Linked DNA regions of Gossypium hirsutum: region 1 is linked to region 2. The links are chromatin contacts, called in public Hi-C maps. All regions are on one chromosome and are shown on one strand. Each heading gives the region's core, a stretch centred on a gene start, on an enhancer-like site or on the middle of the called end of the contact. The rest is flanking DNA. Distances are from core to core; before and after follow the strand shown. Region 1 holds the start of LOC107920188 (transmembrane emp24 domain-containing protein p24delta9). Region 2 holds the start of LOC107918275.

Region 1 (3,646 bases), core at 919-3,418, 160 kb after region 2:
ACAGGGAAGTGGTGCACCTATCAGTGCCTCATGTGAGGTTGGAGCTGATGATGATTCCATTAATGCATGTACTCTCGATAGCAGCCTCATGTGGGGTCGTCTTGGCCTTCTATGACGACATTACCTACTTTTTTCCTCCTCCAGAAGTAGATATGGCTTACCATGAAGTCTAAATCATGTTATGTAATCTAGAGAGGTCGCCAAATCCGGTGGGAGAATTGGTTCGTGTATAGGTAAGAAACTATACCTATGTTCCCAAATGTAGATATATTTGACATGGAATTTAGGTTTATCTTCATTGATTCCCCTTCCTTCCGCGCAAATCGGTCTTGTGAAGTTCATTGAGCTATTGGGGTGAAGGCAAAATATTTTGCTTAGACACAAACTGGCGCATCACTTGATGTGATTCATGCATCTCGACCATTGCAAAAACTATCAATGACACTTTGATGTGCCAAATTTTGCGATTTGTCAAAAATTTGGCCGAGATGCATTCTTGAATTCTTGAATCAGAGTATGACATTCATTCAAACTATAGTATGAAATTATAAATTCTATTATGTACTTAATATTAAATTTCAAATCCTTACGTAAATATTATATAATTGAAAATTTCAAAAGTTAACATCGATTTATGATTGTTGATCTAGTAATAACCGAATATCTTCGAGCTTGTCTGGTATACCCACATGACTCGTGTTATTGTTTCACCTATTCAAATAATATGTTATTTCAAAAAAATAATAATGAAAAAAAATATTATGATAACTATATTATTAAATGAATTTTGTCGTATTACAAGTGGGAATTCATAAGGGGCGTTTACTTGGCGATGTAAAAATGGTAGGCGGTACCATGCCCATAACTGAAGGAGTATGCGACCATCAATTTTAATTTTTTGTGCTTTCGTTGCCCGATACATTTCTCGGTACCATGTTGCCAACACAACTGATCCTTAACCGAGTCACCTCGCTTTTTTTAGGTCGACTAGTTGTAGGAGCCACCTTAAATTTACCAGATGTTGAGATTTATTTGGCATTAGAAGACCTTTGATTAACTTCAGGATGAATACTCGCGTGTATTGTTGTCTTTCAACGACACCAGCAGAGTTGTCAATATAATTAAAATTGTCTTCTAACCATTTTATCTCTATCCGACTACCACTCAACTTGTCCAATACCTTGCCTAAGTGTGGGTTTGGACGGACGGTGCGGTGCGTTTAGCTTACTTTTTGTCTTACGCTACAATATCTAATCTCATCGCCACAACTATTTTTACACTAACTGCAGGTAAACGTATCGTCCATCCAAACCCACCCTAATAATTGGTCATAAATTGCGTTCCAATCACCAATGCCCACTAACCCCATAATGATTGCCCCATCAACTAGTAAATCGAGTTGAAATACTACATCCTTGAATGTAATTGTACACTCACCGTACGGAAGATGAAATGTGTGTGTCTAGGGTCTCCATCTTTCCACCAAAGAGTTGATAAGTGTGGGATCCAATTTAGTCCCCCTCGCATACGAGACACATGCAAGAATCTCGCCTCTTGTAAGTGTTGTTTAATAACGCGCGATGCCCTCGCATTTAAATTGTGTATGTACGTCTCGATAATATAATCGTCAGTCTGGTTATATTAATATAAAAAATTATAAAATTAATAATGTTAACAACTTAATAATTATATTAATTAAAATTAAAAAAATAAATAATATTTTCTTGCCATTTGCTATTGGACGCTGGAAATGTGTTTGCCATCTAAATGTATAAGTGGCATTAACATTTTAAAAATTATAAAAATAAAATAAAATCAAAAAATTACGAAATATAAAATTAAGACAATAAAAATTTGAGAAAAATTGAATGAAAAAATGATAATAAAATAGTTGAGAGAATAGAATTTGAATGCAAAAGAAGAAAATGGAAGTATGAAATAAATTAGCTGTTATATTAAAAGTTATTGTTCGATGAAAACATGTACAACAAAATGTGTTTTCTGTTTTTCGCTCCAAAATTAATTAATTTCCCTAAATTTATTAAAAAACCTAATTTCTTAATTAATTATGGAAACGGACTGTCTAACTAATTTAACCCTGAATTATTATTACTATTATTGAAAAAATAAAGACAAAACAGTGAAATACAGATCCAATGTTGTGCGTATCTGTATAAAACGTGCTGTTACGTTAAGACAGATCTGGGATTTTAGGACATCAAACAGCCTAATCGTATCTAAAAGTCTCCACAGTTACGTGTCTCTTCCAATCCCATCCCACCGCGTGTCTTTATTAATTTTGACCTCTATTTATTACTATTAGCACTACTATTATTATTAATTTTATTTTTCCTCCCCAATCTCTTCTTCTTTTTGCATCCACTGATTTTGCGTTCTTTGTTTTGTGGAATCAAAGCTTCGCCGTTGACCATGATTCTCCGGTCAGTATTGGTCTTGGTTCTGTTGGTGGGGGTTTTATTCCGTGCATCGCAATCTTTGCGTTTCGATCTGCAATCGGGACAAACTAAATGCATCGCCGAAGACATCAAGAGCAATTCAATGACTGTCGGAAAGTACCACGTTGTTAAACCTAACGAAGATCATCCTTTGCCCGATTCTCACAAGCTCACCGTCAGGGTACTCTTAAAAAAAACCCAACCTTTTTCTATCTAATTTTGTGTTTTGAGTTTTGGGAGTGATTTAAGATGTTTTGGGGCTGTAAATTCTTGTAGGTAACGTCTTCGTATGGGAATAATTTTCACTCGGCAGAAAAGGTGGAGAATGGGCAGTTTGCATTCACGGCGACGGAGCAAGGTGATTACATGGCTTGCTTTTGGGCGCCGGAGCATTCGCCGCCGATCACGGTCACCGTTGATTTCGATTGGAGGACTGGAGTCCACACCAAGGACTGGACTAACGTTGCCAAGAAAGGCCAAGTCGATGTAAGTATTATAATCCCTTCCCACGAATATGTTGCTTTAAGGGGGGGGGGTTGGCTGGTGAAGGGACCATAATTGTTGCATCTACAATACATATAGTTGAGTTGTTCTTTGTAACAATGATTCAATTTAGAGTGCTTGTAGTTCTAAGCGTTGAAAGCTACGTAGATTTATTGTAATGATCATTAGGATCATCTTGGTTGATTGGAATTACTTGGAAAAAGATTTAAACCCTAGTTGCTTAGTGCTAAGCTAAAGGGTCTCTCGGTCTCGGTGTTCCATAGAAAATTACTGCTTTTTCTTTAGTGTTCAAGGCTTGTTATGTTCTTTTTTTACATCAGATCCATCATGTTCACTTATCATGAGATGTTGGTTATGAAGTTCACTAGGCCGATTTATGTGACTTTGGCCTTTTCTATGAACAAAAACTTCCTTGCTTGCGGTTCAATCTTTGGAGCTACGGATTGGGTTTTTGTAAATTAGATGGACACTCTCTTACATGGTCGTTTCTGCAGCTGTTGATTTGCCCACTTACTAAGCAAAACAGTCTGAGAATATAGTTTAATATGTATAAGATCCTGATGCTTAACCCAGATACAATTAATGTAACATTAACCTTTTATCTCTCCTTAGTGCTAAAGCAGTTGTCTCTCTTTTCATTCTAATTAGTAAACCCTAGATAGCAAACACCAACCCACTATCACTCT
Region 2 (3,777 bases), core at 889-3,388:
CTTGAAACCCTTTCCATCTTCTAAACCTTGTAATATCACTTCCATCAGAAACAGCCATTTCAATCCCACATCGGCCACTATTACCAATACCTCTGTAATACAATCTCCATTCATCAACATCACCATCCATTTCCACCAAACATGGTGATCCAATCCCTTTACTGTCCCATCCATCCTCCATTGTTGCTAGTTTCAGCACTGCTTCATCTTCAACCCTTCTCCAATCTTTCAATCCTTCAGCTGACATTGCCAGTCCAATGCTTCTCCTCCCATCAGCACCAACACCTTCATATGCCATCACATAGTTTCTATCTTTCTTGTTCTTAACTACATAGGGATTCATTGCTCCAAGTTCATCAAAGCATCCCTTTGGCCCACCTCCCATTATCTTCCCTAGCTTTATCCATTTCATCCCATCTCTTGACCTTGCCATCCCAATAGAAAAAACCCCATTTCCCACGTCGAATGAGTGATAGTACATTCTTAGATCACCATTCCCATGGAAAACAACTTGTGGTGATGATATGAACAATGAATCCCAATCTCCCTCGGACCCTACATCAAACAATGCTCCACTATGATGCTCCCCTTCAATCCTAGCCCAATGCCTTCCATCTTGACTGATTGCCAAACCTGGTAAAGACCTCAACACTTCCCCAGTTTGGCTACTTTGATTTTCAGGGTTTTGCACTTTGAATCCTAAAGAATCAGCTGAAATATCCACCTTCTCATTGCTGTAGCCAGTGTAGTAAAGCCAATAAACAGCACTTGAGGCTCTCACTTTAGCACTAGACATGATGACTACCTCACCAGGCCTAATGCTCTGTGTGTCAAAAGCCCACCAATCATTGCCACAACTCATGACCAAACCAACATCTGCACTTGATTTCACTGCACCTTTACCTCTCTCCCAATGGACCCCATTGCTTGAAACTGCTAACCCTATGGAATCTGAACCTTGGGAATCAGTGGAAACTCCATGGTACCACATATACCATCTTTCTTCCTCATCACTAAGGAACCTTTTAACCACTGGTGAACCAATATCTGTGCAGTCCCAAGAACCAACAGGACCCAAATCAAGCACCAAACCTCTAGAAAGAGCAGAAGGGGGATTTGAAGAAGAGGGGATTTCCTCATCTGAAACAGCGCTTGATGGGTTCTCAGTGGTTAGACTGGGATTCGGTTCAAAGGTTGGATTTTGGGCAGTTTCGTTGTTAGTGTCAGTGTTTGGTTTTCTGGAACAGCGAGGGAGACAAATTGAGCTGAATCTGGTGTTGGGATTTGGGGCATAAAAGGTAAGCATGTTGAGTTTGGTCTGTGACCATGGTGAGGCCACTGTAATAGAAACAGTTGCTCTGGGGACGGTGGAAGTTGCAGGGAAGTTAATGGCTTTCATCGTAGCTGATACAGCTTCCATGGCTGGGGGAATTGTTAAAAAGATTAGGTGAGCTGTACCTTGTTGGATTACCAACCAATTACAATACCACACGTTGAATTAGCTCTCGATAGAGACAAAAAAAAAAGGGGAAGGCTTTGGTGTTTGGTCTTGACACACATTGAAGACAGGAGGGCTTGTCTTTGTTGTTTTCATAAGTGAAGAAGAAACTAATTTCCAAAGGTAAAGTCACTTCCCACATTAGTATTGGGGTTTTGGAATTTCGACCATTGCCTTCCTTTTGCCCCTTCTTTTTTCTCCTTCAGAACATGAACAGTTAAAGTTTGCCTCAGTTCTTTTAGTAAAATCTAAGATCTAAAGAGGAGATTATTTACTCTCATCTAAAGAAACATATTGGGTTTTGAGCCAAATCTTCTTTTAGTTTTGAGCCAAATCTTCTTTTAGGTTTACTTTCCCTTTTTCAATCTTTCGGCCAGTATAAGCAAAACTACGGTTTCGTTTTCAAACTACAAAAGTAAAAGATGATGCTCGATCAATAACCAATGGTGGAAATAAAGACATGTTCAACAAGTTTTCATCTGCCAAGTAATGTCTATATATAACACTACTTAACATAAAAGAAATGTCTCTAAGTCACAAGCAATATCATTGTCTCAGAGAACTATAGCTAATGATAAAAAGGGAACGGAATCTGATATGCAGTGATGAACCTCAATCTCACAAATCTTATACAGGAAAAAAAAAAGCAAGCTTATTTACAGAAAAACCACACAGAATAAGGTAACTTCACAGTTCAATGAGATATATTGCAGTTCTATCAAAATCTTCTAGAGAAATTTGGGTAGAAAATAAAAATCCCTGTAAGAGCTATTACTCAGTATACCTATCTACCACTTTAAGACCCCAACTAATGTCTTCACAATGTCTAACATGTGGAACAACTTTACCTGTGTCGATACCCTCCTTAGCTTTGCAGTCATAAAATGGTGGAGCATGGAAACAAGGCTCCATTGACATGGCACGTTGACAAGGTGGATTTGGGCTCGTTTGATTTTCGGATTTGTAAAGGATCCATGGCTTCAAACCTCCAAGACCCTGAGCTACGTACCCGAATGTAGACCATGCACTTGTGACTAACACATCAGTTAAACTAAGCAGATACATTTCAGCCAAAGCCTTCATGTTGTGCAATGGCTTTTCACTCCGCTGTTGTTCTTCATGACTTGGCTGATGAACCCCAATTATATCACCGGTCACCGTAGGGTGTTCCCAGTAAATGTTCTTCATGTTCTCATAGTATCCATAAACCAGAGAAGTCATCAAGACAGCTTTCACCTTCGGGTTTTTTGACGGATTCACAGCCAATCGTCTAGTATCCACTTCAGGCAACAACTTCTCTCCTATAGTACAAGCTGAAATTTGATCCTTCACGTATTGGTACGGGCCAGGTCCTTTATCGAAAATCCTTACCTGGATGCCAATCCTCTCATCTGCCCTGGCCAAGTATGCTTTATAATACCTTGTGACTATTCCCCACACATGATTTGAAGGGTGAAAAAGATACCTACCCAAGTGATGAAATATGGTTTCCTTGTTGGGAAACAGCTTCTTCAGTTCATCCTCAAATGATGGCATCAAAAAGAGGGATGGAACAAAATAGTTGTCTGTTTTAACAACCAACCAAGTGAACCTTTTTAACAGAGCTTGATCATCATCACAAAAGAACAGCTTATCATGATCATCATAATCATGAGCCAGATGCAGATACACATATGATGGCAATGATCCCATTGAAGCCTTTATCATGTTATTCTTAAGCAAGTTCCCATAGGATTCAGCAGACTTTTGATCAAAGCTATTGAACATTTTAGCAATCGGGAAATTCATGGGCAAAAACCATGATCTCTCTGGGAATGGCTCGCAGAACAAACTGGCCATATCGTTCCCTCGGTCCACAAGCAACACTCTTTCGGTTAAAAGAGCATAGAGAAACACTGAAGCCAGAGTCAAAATCCTGTTCCCCAACCCACTGTACCATACCCAGACAACATATTTACAGTCTGTCGTGCCAACGACATTGCTGCCGGACTTGAGTTGTTCCACTGCTTTATTGTAGGACGGAGTGTTGGGTCCGCAACGTTTATGAAGGTCCTCATATTTTCTTAGCTTAGAAACAAGGTATGGAGATGGCTTGTAAGGTAAAGCTTTGCGATATAAAATCGACTGGTATCGACTTAAACATGATTGTCCATCGAACCCATCAGCAAGCAGTCCTCCAAGCAGTTTGTCTTCAGCAATGTCAACATGTTGGAGGACATCAACTTCTGAACCAAAGATATTAAATTCAGACATGCTAATAAAATCCATACATTCCTGCA

The links. Hi-C and Micro-C count contacts between places; a contact is called where the count stands out from the background.
Region 1: a Hi-C map of leaf shows a contact between it and region 2, with 2.2 times the contacts expected there. The contact joins the promoter of LOC107920188 here to the promoter of LOC107918275 in region 2. A contact is called at or near these places in 3 of 34 Hi-C or Micro-C datasets (callus and leaf).

Annotation. Positions count from the first base shown.
Region 1 is chrD13:14,982,257-14,985,902 of Gossypium_hirsutum_v2.1, forward strand. LOC107920188 (transmembrane emp24 domain-containing protein p24delta9) reads left to right here and starts at 2,169. Exons shown (of 4, transcript XM_016849749.2): 1 at 2,169-2,637; 2 at 2,733-2,942. The coding sequence starts at 2,431.
Region 2 is chrD13:14,822,528-14,826,304 of Gossypium_hirsutum_v2.1, forward strand. It overlaps LOC107918275, which reads right to left and starts at 2,139. Exons shown (of 1, transcript XM_016847797.2): 1 at 1-2,139. The coding sequence starts at 1,420. LOC107918274 (galactoside 2-alpha-L-fucosyltransferase) reads right to left here. Exons shown (of 2, transcript XM_016847796.2): 2 at 2,068-3,723. The coding sequence ends at 2,270.